Regions from separate parts of the Sus scrofa genome. Here region 2 is linked to region 1. The links are chromatin contacts, called in public Hi-C maps. All regions are on one chromosome and are shown on one strand. The core of a region is the stretch at or near the end of the contact, and the rest is flanking DNA. Distances in the headings are between cores, read along the strand shown.

Region 1 (5,653 bases), core at 633-3,132:
ATTCCGTTCTGCTAACACCTTCCCACAATTAACACCCTTATCTTTTTTAATATGCAGGATGGTTTAGTTGTTGTTTATAACGAAAATCATACAATTTAACTAGTAAACTGAAATCATTCAATCTATTCTGCTAATCTCACTGAACCATGTTTTCAATATTTCAGATCAGCAGAACGGAACGTTCTCCATTCAGATCAAAATTTAATACTCCAAAGTTTGCTCACTGTTCATGATGAACACACAGAGCAAACTGCAAGATACTTCTCAGAAGCCAAAAAAAAGACATTTTCCTCCATGAATTTTCCCAGTTTTAGTGAAGTTACATATATTAACTAAAATGCTAAAAAAAAAAACCCAGTTCTCAAATTCCATAAAGCCCAGAGCTATCCTATTCCCTATTACTCCAGGACCATAACCAAAACCAGCTACCACAACAGCTTAGAAATCATTACGCAGGATTGGAAAGTAGAATCTCAAATCTAAATATATGGTTTTACTGAGCTTGGTTGTTTCTTCGGGATTTTGCTGTTTTGGTTTTAGATTTATACTTTCCTGGACACAAAAACACATACTTGGTATGGACTGGCTTGAAGGAAAGGCTATCTAGGATTACCTGAATGAAACAGTATTAGAATTCTGCCAAAAACAAAAAAAACAAAAAACAAAAAACTGGAAGATAATCTAAAATTAGTCATTTAAAATTTCCTGATATCTTTACTATCTTGGCTTGAGTTTTTTAAAACGACTCCCTTCTAGGAAATGTGTGGTGACTGTGAGTTAAAGATCCAGCATTGTCACTGCTGTGCTTACAGCAGTGGCCGCGGGTTCCATCCCTGGCCCAGGAACTTCCTCAAGCTGCGGATGCCACCAAAAAGTAAAAAAAAAAAAACAAACAAACAAAAATATAAACGACTCCGTTCTATCCATTAATCATCTGGACCCCTGATGCTCAAACCAGACTACAGTGATCAACTGATGACTAATGGTTGGGTGGCTTGGTCAACAAGAAACTGGTGGAAAAGAGAAACATCTCATCCTGAATCCTTTAGATTCTGACTGTCCCTTCAGGGCTCGGTGAGGAAGGGGAGTCCTGGGCAGGAACGCGCTGCACCGGGGCTGGGCGCTGGGCACGTGGGCGGACACACGGTCAGAACTCACCCCTACCGACAACTCTTCACAGCTGTGCATCTCACTGGGCGTCAAGCTCCATCAAAACTGGGATATGGAGAAAATGGGCAACAAAAGGAAAATGTCGAGCAGAAGGTTGCAAAATGGGTAGTTCTTGCTCCGGAAATGCTCCCTACATGTTGTTTGTGCAACATTCCACGAAGAACGGGCCACAGAGGTGCTCAGAGGATGCTAGGAGGTTCGGCCACCTGGCACTCAGGACTGAAAGAAACGCTGGTGAAAATAATGAGGCGCGTTCATCGTGAACCCTAAGCGGAAACCCTGCAGCTCGGGCCGCGCCGGGACCCCCCGGGCACGTGGACGGCACCGCAAGCCGGCCGGGGCTGCGCGCCGCCGGGGACCGAGCTCGCGCAGGGCTGCAGCTGCCCCGGGGCGGCGCGGGGGAACCCTCGCGGGGGTGGCCGTGTCGGCCGGGCGCGGGGTCAGGGGCGGCTCCTCCCGGCCCGGCCCCGCCCGACTGACCTGTGACGCTGGCCCGGGTGACGCGCTGCACCACGGCCTTCATGGCGGCGGCTGGGGCGAGCGGGGCGGCGCCGGACGGCTTCCGGCCTCGAGACTCTCCAGGCGGCGCGGCGACAGACGCCCTCTGCGGGTGACACCAGGAAGTGCGCGGGCGGCCCTGCAGGACCCGCTAGTCGGCAGCTCGCCCACGTCGGCCACGCCCACCCACAGGTTGTTCCCGCCGGCGTCGGTCACGCCCACCTGAGCCCTAAGTATAGCCCCGCCCCCGTCATAGGCCCCACCCATTCTCGATCCTGCCCCACCCACAGCTGAGCCACGCCCCAACGCTGGGATCCAGCAACCCCCTTCCCAGTCCCCACCCCCAGCCACACTCACAGGTGCCCTGACAGCAGTTTCTGCACCTGTTTCTTCTCACATCTCGGGCCTAAGAACCAGTCGTAACTAAATCCCAGCTTTGTTGTCCAGACTCCTAATCCTAATTGTGTTTCTCTTTTCATTTTCCACCCCTCAGGCCCCAGACCCTCCCAAATTCTTTTTCCCTTGTCTTCCTGTCTCAGTGGTTCCTCAGAAGCCAGATAGAAGAGGATCTACTGCCTAAAGCAGCCATTTAAGTGTTTCCGTATTCACTTGACTTAGCCATGTCAGGACACTGCAGATACATGACTATGTTACTCTAATCCCTTCTCTAATACTGATGCTTAGTCTCTCTCACAGGATCGTTAAAAGATTTGAATAAAATATACAAGTGCTTAGAAGCTGAAAGGACTGTACAAGTATTACCCTGACAAATTAGTATCACTGATAAAAACAAGCCCCTCTCATGTGTCCCCTTACAGTGTAACAGTACTTGTGGGTGTAGAGTGATGGGGTTTGGAAACAAAATTGGGTCTGCTTGCCCATGTGTAGTAAAGCCGATCTACTGATACCAGGTTGTGGTGAGGGAACGTGCAGTGTTGACTGTAATGGCGCCCTACTAGGAGAACAGGTGTCTCATGCTCAATAACTCCAAACTCCCAGAAAGGTTTCAACCAGGTGGTGGGGAGGGGGGTCACAGGGCATGTGATCAGCTCATGCACAGTTCTCTAGCTGATGGTGAGGAAACAGGGCACCATCACAGGTAACATTATCAATCCTTGGAGTTCCCATCATGGCTCAGCGGTTAACGAACCCGACTAGCATCCATGAGGACTTGGTTTTGATCCCAGGGCCCGATCAGTGGGTTAAGGATCTGGCATTGCCATGAGCTGTGCTGTAGGCTGGCAGCTACAGCTCCAAATGGACCCCTAGCCTGGGAACCTCCATGTGCCTCGGTGTGGCCCTAAAAGACAGACACACAGACAGACACAAACACACACACAATTATCAATCCTTAGGTGCTAGTATGTCTGGAGGCTACTTGCTCAGGATGATCAAGTATTTAATTTCTTCCATTTGGTGGGGGTTTTAGCATCTGTAAAACAACTCAGAAATGTTTATCAGATACTATTATCTGGGTACTATGGGATGAGGGGAGGGCTGTCACAGGAAGGCCCCACAGGGCCCCCCCAGGTTATAAGGACTCTCTACCCCATATATGGCAACTCAGCATATTGAATATGTTTGAGTTTAAGGACTTTGAGAAAACAGCAGAAGCAGGAAAGTCACTCTGATGTCCCCTTACCCACTTGGGTCCTTGGACTGTTGAATCGGTAGGCATTGAAGCCAGGCATTCCCTTTGTGGCTCAGCAGAAACGAATGACTAGCATCCATGAGGACACAGGTTCAATCCCTTGCCTCACTCAGTAGGTTAAGGATCCGGCGTTGCTGTGGCTGTGGTGTATGCCAGCAGTTGCAGCTCCGATTTGACCCCTAGCCTGGGAATCTCCATATCCTGCAGGTGCGGCCCTGAAAAAAAAAAAAAAAAAATTGAGACCAGATGAGAATCCCAGGAATGGCTTCAAGGGGAATCCATGCAGCAGGAGAGGAAAGACAAAAATAGGTACTCTTGCTTGCTTTCCCAGGAGCTCAGGCTGATTCCTTAAGTGGGCTGAGGGTGGGAACAGATTAGTTCTTTGGGACAGAGGGGTGACTTAGGTGATCTGCCAGCCCCCTTGGTGGTGCTGTGTGCAGGGCTCATGCCCAGTATCCTGCTTTGCTCCTGGCAGCTCAGAAGCGGCAGTTGGGTTTTGGCCTTTTTATATCTTACTGTTCATCATTTGCCCCAATGTAGTGCATGTGTGCAGTTATTTTTAGTCCCTTATGACTTATTTGTATTTTGTTGCTCGAGGAGGTATTTGTCCAGGTGCAAGCACTCAGGTAGAGGGTTCCAGGTCCAAACCTATCACACTTCTAAGGAACATTAACCAGAAATATTCTAACATTTCTGTCTCCAGTGCCCAAATAATCCCTGTCCTCTATTTTCCTCAAACAAGCTTTATCATCCTACTTGATTTTTCATTAACAAGTTGATCTGCTCATTCTATACCTGAATTGGATTCATGTTTTGAAATTTTTAGAAAGTATATTTTGGAGTTCCCATCGTGGCTCAGTGGTTAACGAACCTGCCTAGTATCCATGAAGACAAGGGTTTGATCCCTGGCCCTGCTTAGTGGATTAAGGATCCAGCATTGCTGTGAGCTGTGGTGTAGTTCGCAGATGTGGCTTGGATCTGACGTTGCAGTGGCTGTGACATAGGCCGGCAGCTGTAGCTCTTATTGGACCCCTAGCCTCAGAACCTCCATAAGCCACAAGTGCAGCCCTAAAAAGACAAAAAAAAAAAAAAAAAAGTATGTTTTGAGAGTCCTCATCCTCTATGCTTGACCTATGCAGATCAGCACTATAATAACCATCCTTCCATATCCAGATGGACTTTGCATGGGTAGTGCACCCAGGGTCCCCAAGACCACCAGGTTTAGCAGTTTGCTACGACGACTCCCAGGTTTCAGCATATAGTCATACTCATGGCTATGACTCTTACAGTGAAAAGATAAAAAGCAGAAGGAGCAAAGGGAAAAGGCATGTGGGCAAAGCCAGGCACATGTCTACATGTCTGTGTAGGTCACAGACATGGCTTGGATCCCATATTGCTGTGGCTGATGTAGGCCAGCAGCTGCAGCTCCGATTTGACCTCTAGTTCCATATGCCATGAGTGCACCCCTAAAAAAAAAAAAAAAAGTCATGCTGGTTAATAGTGTGGAAACTAGTTGGTGGGACTAAAAGTAGAGGTAAGGGGACATTAAGTAGAGTTGTAGCTACATAAGTAAAGATGGTAGAGACCAGTGGCAAAGGCAACTGAGAAGTGTTCAAAGGGCAGAAATGACAGGCTGTGGGGGCTGGAAGGGTGAGAGGGAAAAGGAAAAGTCTAATATGATGGGTTTCTTTTTTTGCCTTTTTAGGGCCACATCCAAGGCATTCAGAAGTTCCCAGGCTAGGGGTCAAATCAGAGCTGCGGCTGTCAGCCTACACCACAGCCATAGCAACACAGGATCCGAGCTGCATCTGCGACCTACATCACAGCTCACAGCAATGCCAGATCCTTAACCCACTGATCGAGGTGAAGGATGGAACCTGTATCCTCATGGATACTAGTCGGGTTTGTTTCTGCTGAGCCACAACGGGAACACCTATGCTGGGTTTCTGATTTGAACAACTGAAGCACTCACTTAGAAAGAGAAGTGCGGGCAGTTTTGAGGGTAGGAGGGCAGCGATTTCAGTGCTGGATGAGTTTCAGGTGGTCAAAGCACATCCATGATGCCAAATGGATGTGGATCTTGAGTTCAAAGGAGTTCTGGGCAGAAATGACAATGGGCTGAGGTTAGGGCTATCCAAGAAACCACAGAAGTGATGTCAGTTCACTTATGCGCGTGTGCTACTTGCAACAAAAGAGACCAGTGAAGAGAATGCTGCCGCACTCAGGAGCAGGAACCATGCTGTCTTCTCTCCGTATCCCTGTTTCTGGTATACTGGGAGCCACAGCTGGGGTTTATCCACACCCGTAAAGGAATGAGGCTATCTGTACTGCTCC
Region 2 (5,542 bases), core at 2,331-4,830, 61 kb after region 1:
TAGGCTCATCCGGTAGTTAATTTCTTCTATTTAATGGGGATTTAGCATCTGTAAAACATCTCTGGAAGTTGCATCAGATTCTGTTATCTAGGTACTTCAGAGAGGCACTACCACGGAGGACTTGGTGGGTGGGGGAGTGGATTATATATAACCCAGCATTGAAATACTGTCTTTCCTAGAAAAAGGAACACTATTACACTGTTGGTGGGAGTGTAAATTGGTGCAACCGCTGTGGAAAACAGTATGGAGATTCCTCAGAAAACTAAAAATAGAACTACCATTTGATCCAGCAATCCCACTCCTGGGCATCTATCCAGAGAAAACCGTGACTCGAAAAGACACAAGTACTCCAATGTTCATTGCAGCACTATATACAATAGCCAAGACATGGTTGGAAACAACCTAAATGTCCATCGACAGAGGAGTGGTTAAAGACGATGTGGTACGTATACACAAGGAAATATTACTCAGCCATTAAAAGGAAAGAAATAATGGCATTTGCAGCAGCATGGATGGACCTAGAAATGATCATGCTAAGTGAAGTCAGTTAGACAATGAGACACCAACATCAAATGTTATCACTGACATGTGAAATCTAAAAAAAGGACACAATGAACTTCTTTGCAGAACAGATACTGACTCACAGACTTTGAAAAACTTATGGTTTCCAAAGGAGACATGTTGGGGGAATGGGGGGATGCATTGAGGGTTTGGGATGGACATGCTATAAAATTTGGTTGTGATGATTGTTGTACAACTATAAATGTAATAAAATTCATTGAGTAATTAAAAAAAAAAAAAAAAGGAAATAGTGTCTTTCCCAGCCCACGAGTGCTGGGTCTTGCCTTGATGCTCTTTTGCATATCCTCCTTTCCACTCAGAACATTCTCTTCACTTCCCTTCCTTTCCAGACTAACTCTCATTTGTCTTTCAATACTCCAGAGTTTTCCTTTTATTCCTCTTTCTCTTCAAAGTGGTTAAAAAATGATGATATGTGAAAGGAATAGAAAAATAACCAGAGAAGAGGGGAGGATGCTTGGACAATGAGTGTGAAGAGTTAAGATACAACCTGCTTACCGTTCCTAAAAACAAAACTTCAGGCAGAAGAATATTATTCAGAAGAAGGGCCTTGGAGCAGAGTGGCTGCATCCCTTAGAAAGACTAAAACTGCCTCGGCAAGTTCTTGAGAGCAGCTCTTGGAATGTTACAAAGTCTGTTTAGACATAAATGAACATTTTCAGATTTTTAAAAATTCAGAGCAATGTTAATACTTCAGTTTGGAAACCAAGTGATTTCTTCTCTGATAATCACAAGCTCAGAAAATGCCTGCCCAAGAGATAAAAATTAGAAAAGAAAGTAAGATGGACTTAGGTATAACTGTATTATCTCTGAAATAATTTTTGATATAAACAGTCTGAGAATGGTGAGAGTCCAGGCCTTTGTCCCCTCTTCCTCCTTCTTAAAAGAAGTGCTGACCACCCTGTAAGTAAGAATGAAACCAAGGACAGCCATCAGTTAGATCCTTTCAACTGTAGCTTGCTTAATCACATCCTGTAACCTGCCTTTACTGACGAAACTTGTTTAAAATTGTTCTCGAGAATTGCACACACTCCAAGCTTCACATAGCTTAGACAACACATCATGAGACACCTCAGAAGTTCCGTGGTGGCCCAGCAGTTAAAGATCCTGAGCTGTCATTTCTGTGGCTCAGGTTTGATCCCTGGCCCAGAAACTTCCACATGCCGTGGGTCTCCCCTATCCCCCCCACAAAAAAGATGAAATGTCTCCCTTCCTAGGGCACCAATGCTGGTACTTCTTCTACGATGAGACTCCCCAGATGCCAAGGCCATACTGACTGTATATATGCTGTATAAAGTGCTGATCTGTTTTTTTGTTTTTTTTTTTTTTTGAACTTTGAAGAAATGGATCCCTGACTTGTTTGATGTTCTCTGTTCTGACAAGACATAAAACTGCTGAAAACCATGCTTCTCCCGAACAATTCCTCTGGGCTGAGAGGCTGGTTTCTGGGTTATAGTCCTCAGTTTGCTGTTTGTTTGTTTGTTTGTTTTTTAGGGCCGAACCCTTGGCATATGGAAGTTCCCAGGCTAGGGGTTGAATTGGAGCTGCAGCCGCTGGCCTATGCCACAGCCACAGTGACAGCAATGCCACATCCAAGCCAAGTCTACAACCTACACTGTAGCTCATGGTAACACTGGATCCTTAACCCACTGAACAAGACCAGGGATGGAACCCGAATCCTCATGGATACTAGTTGGAATTTTCACCATTAAGCCTCAATGGGAATTTGTATAATCCTCAGTTTGGCTCAAATAAAACTCTTTTCTATTCCTATTGTAGATTAGTTATTGCTTATTTTCTTCCACAATAGGTAAATAATTTCATTGGTACCTCAGTTTCCCCAATCTCTAAATTGGTTTAGGTAAAAATGTTATTCATGTGCCCTACACCAATGGTGATATTATTTAAAAGGATAGTATTTAGGAGTTCTCCTCTGGCACAATGCTAGTTAAGGATCCAGCATTGTCACTGCCAAGGCTTGGATTGCTGCTGTGGGCAGGTTCGAGTCTTGATCCAGGAACTTATGTGTAACATGGGTGTGGCCAAAAGAGAGAAAAAAAAAAAGGACAGCCTTGATTTTTTTTTTAGTTTCTTTAGGGTCACACCCTTGGCATATGGAGGTTCCCAGGCTAGGGTTCCAATTGGAACTGTAGCCGCTGGCCTACACCACAGCAACTTAGGATCCCAGGGGCAGCTGTGACCTACACCACGCTCAGGGCAGCGCCAGATTCTTAACCCACTGAGCGAGGCCAGAGATCAAACCTGCGTGCTTATGGATGTTAGTCAGATTCGTTTCCGCTGAGCCTCGAAAGGAACTCCCAAAGAACAGCCTTTAAAGCAATGAGGATAACAACCATGGGTGGTATTGATTATTCCATTAAGAACTGTTTTGAGGAGTTCCCGTCGTGGTGCAGTGGTTAATGAATCCGACTAGGAACCATGAGGTTATGGGTTCAATCCCTGGCCTCGCTCAGTGGATTAAGGATCCGGCGTTGCCGCGAGCTGTGGTGTAGGTTGCAAGCGCGGCTCGGATCCCAAGCTGCTGTGGCCCTGGCGTTTAGACCGGTGACTACATCTCTGATTCGACCCCTAGCCTGGGAACCTCCATATGCCGCCGGTAGCGGCCCTAGAAAAGACAAAAAAAAAAAAAAAAAAAAAAAAAAAAAAAAAAAGGACTGTTTTGAAATCAGAAGGAAAAATCGTAAGGATTCCAGAAGTCCTCAATTAATACAATGGGTTGTGTTTTGCTTCTTTGGGTCTAAAACACACTTTTCTATAGGAAGATCAGTAATTCTAGTAAAGAGATAACACACCCTGTGCATATCACAACTCGTCGTAAATAAGGGGAGGAAATGAGGACGCCAGTAAGATGCAAGTGAAAGGTTATTTACGTCTGACGGAAACTGGCAAAGTCTGCCCATGACCGCGGTGTGCGGTAAAGGATCAGAGCATACATAAATGCGCTCTAGCAACCTGGAACTACAATTCCCAGAAGGCCACGGGTCAGCCTTCCCGGGACGCAGCCCAGGCTCCCGGCGCGCTGGTCCGCTGCGCTCATGGCTTCGCCCAGCAAGGCGGTGATTGTCCCAGGCAACGGTGGTGGCGATGTGGCCACTCACGGCTGGTATGGCTGGGTGAAGAAGAGGCTGGAGCAGGTAGGAGACGCATCTCGCTGCGCCAGGGAGGTTAGCCTGGAGCTGGAGGGGCCGGAGGACTGAAGTTGGCACGTGTGTCCCCTCCTTACACCGGCCCCCTTCTGCAAAGCCCTGTGTGTTTTCATTCCTGTTCCTGCTCCCCTGTCTTTAATTCTACAACTAGCAGTCGGTATTGCGGTTGCTAAAACTGCCTGGAAGCCTTCTGCGAGGGCTCAGAGTACCAGGCACCACCTCTTAAACTGGAGCCGAGCCCCCTCCCCGTATTTCCTACGGGTTCAGATATGGAACTTCGAGATAATTCCACATCTATCTTCTTTGCTACCTTCCTAGGATTTTTAAAAATTTCAGTGCGTAATATTAATATGTACTAAGGGTGTATCAGATATTTCTGTGCATTATGAAGCAGAATGTAATGAAGACCTGATAATCCATAAACAAACTGAAATCTAGAACAGTACCAATACCTTCAAAACCACCTTGGAATGCTCCCCCCATCCCATTTCCTTGCCATTGGAAATTTTTTTCATTTGCTCCTCTTCTAGAAATTAATGAACTTTTGCAACCTATGTATGTATGCTTTAAGCAATGTATTGTTAAGTTTGGCTTCTTTGTGAGCACTATAAAAATGGCTTCTTACTGTAGAGTGTCTTGTGCATCTTGATTTTTTTTTTTTTAAAACCCTCTTCCTTAATCAGGCAATAAGACTGCTTTCTGAGTTGCCAACCCTCTAGAGCTCCAGAGTGGGTCTCTAGTATAAAATCCCAGGCTTGTGGCTGAGAGCCATGGCCAGAGCTACAAACCAAAAGGTTGGGGCTGGAGCTGTCCAGGAGGATGGGATCTCCAGCTTTGTGTATCATGTTTCTGTACCACATTTTACCTACTCCCTGGAGCACAGTCTGATTGGCTCCAGGTCAGTTTGTCTAGAACCTGTTCATTCATTCTCTCCCTATAGGTATATGCCAGGGGTGATAATAAATATGTAGAGATCTGCAGAGCTGGCTGGATAGAGAACTACAAACAGATGGAGCTTATGAGGCAGGATTGTTACTCATATGTAATCCTATAGCACTTAATCCACTTTATTTCATAATAGAAGCAGATACTTACTAAACTGATAAAGATCGTTATCAGGTGTCACATTTCTTATTAGCAATGTATTAGTTGTTATTAAGCTCTTTATTATAGCTTTTTTTTCCCCTCCTCATATCATAGATACCTGGTTTCCAGTGTTTGGCTAAAAACATGCCTGACCCAAGTAAGTTTTTTAAACGTGTTTTTAAAAATCCTCCATATGTTGGGTTTTGATCTTGCCATTTTCTGGGTAGAGAAGAAGAATATCTTAGTAGAGAAGCCAAAGGGAATACAGACCTCAGAGTGAAGGATGGCAAGTATCTGGGAGAGGAGGATGCAAACCAAAACACTATAGAAAATTTGAGTAAGGATCAAGAAGAGTGCTTGGGCTCAGTGAAATTTAATTTTCAGCTTTGGAAGCAACTTGATCTTCCCTTCTTCAAGTCAATTTTTTTTGTTGTTGTTGTTGTCTTTTTTTGCTATTTCTTGGGCCGCTCCCATGGCATATGGAGGTTCCCAGGCTAGGGGTTGAATCGGAGCTGCAGCCACCGGCCTACGCCAGAGCCACAGCAACGCTGGATCCGAGCCGCGTCTGCAACCTACACCACAGCTCACGGCAACGCCGGATCGTTAACCCACTGAGCAAGGGCAGGGACTAAACCTGCATCCTCATGGTTCCTAGTTGGATTCGTTAACCACTGCGCCACGACGGGAACTCCAAAGTCAAATATTTTCAA

Evidence for each region. Hi-C and Micro-C count contacts between places; a contact is called where the count stands out from the background.
Region 2: a contact with region 1 is called in a Hi-C map of skeletal muscle, with 3 times the contacts expected there. The contact joins the promoter of RBBP9 here to the promoter of DTD1 in region 1. A contact is called at or near these places in 1 of 5 promoter capture datasets (liver), 2 of 47 Hi-C or Micro-C datasets (both in skeletal muscle) and 2 of 2 datasets of contacts at active chromatin or transcription factors (alveolar macrophages and skeletal muscle).

What each region holds. Positions count from the first base shown.
Region 1 is chr17:26,807,368-26,813,020 of Sscrofa11.1, reverse strand. It overlaps DTD1 (D-tyrosyl-tRNA(Tyr) deacylase 1), which reads right to left and starts at 1,882. Exons shown (of 6, transcript XM_003134277.6): 1 at 1,651-1,882. The coding sequence starts at 1,693.
Region 2 is chr17:26,747,736-26,753,277 of Sscrofa11.1, reverse strand. It overlaps RBBP9 (putative hydrolase RBBP9), which reads left to right and starts at 3,580. Exons shown (of 5, transcript XM_003483900.4): 1 at 3,580-3,734; 2 at 4,947-4,989. The coding sequence starts at 3,636. It overlaps LOC102163552 (a long non-coding RNA gene), which reads left to right. Exons shown (of 3, transcript XR_308679.3): 3 at 180-231.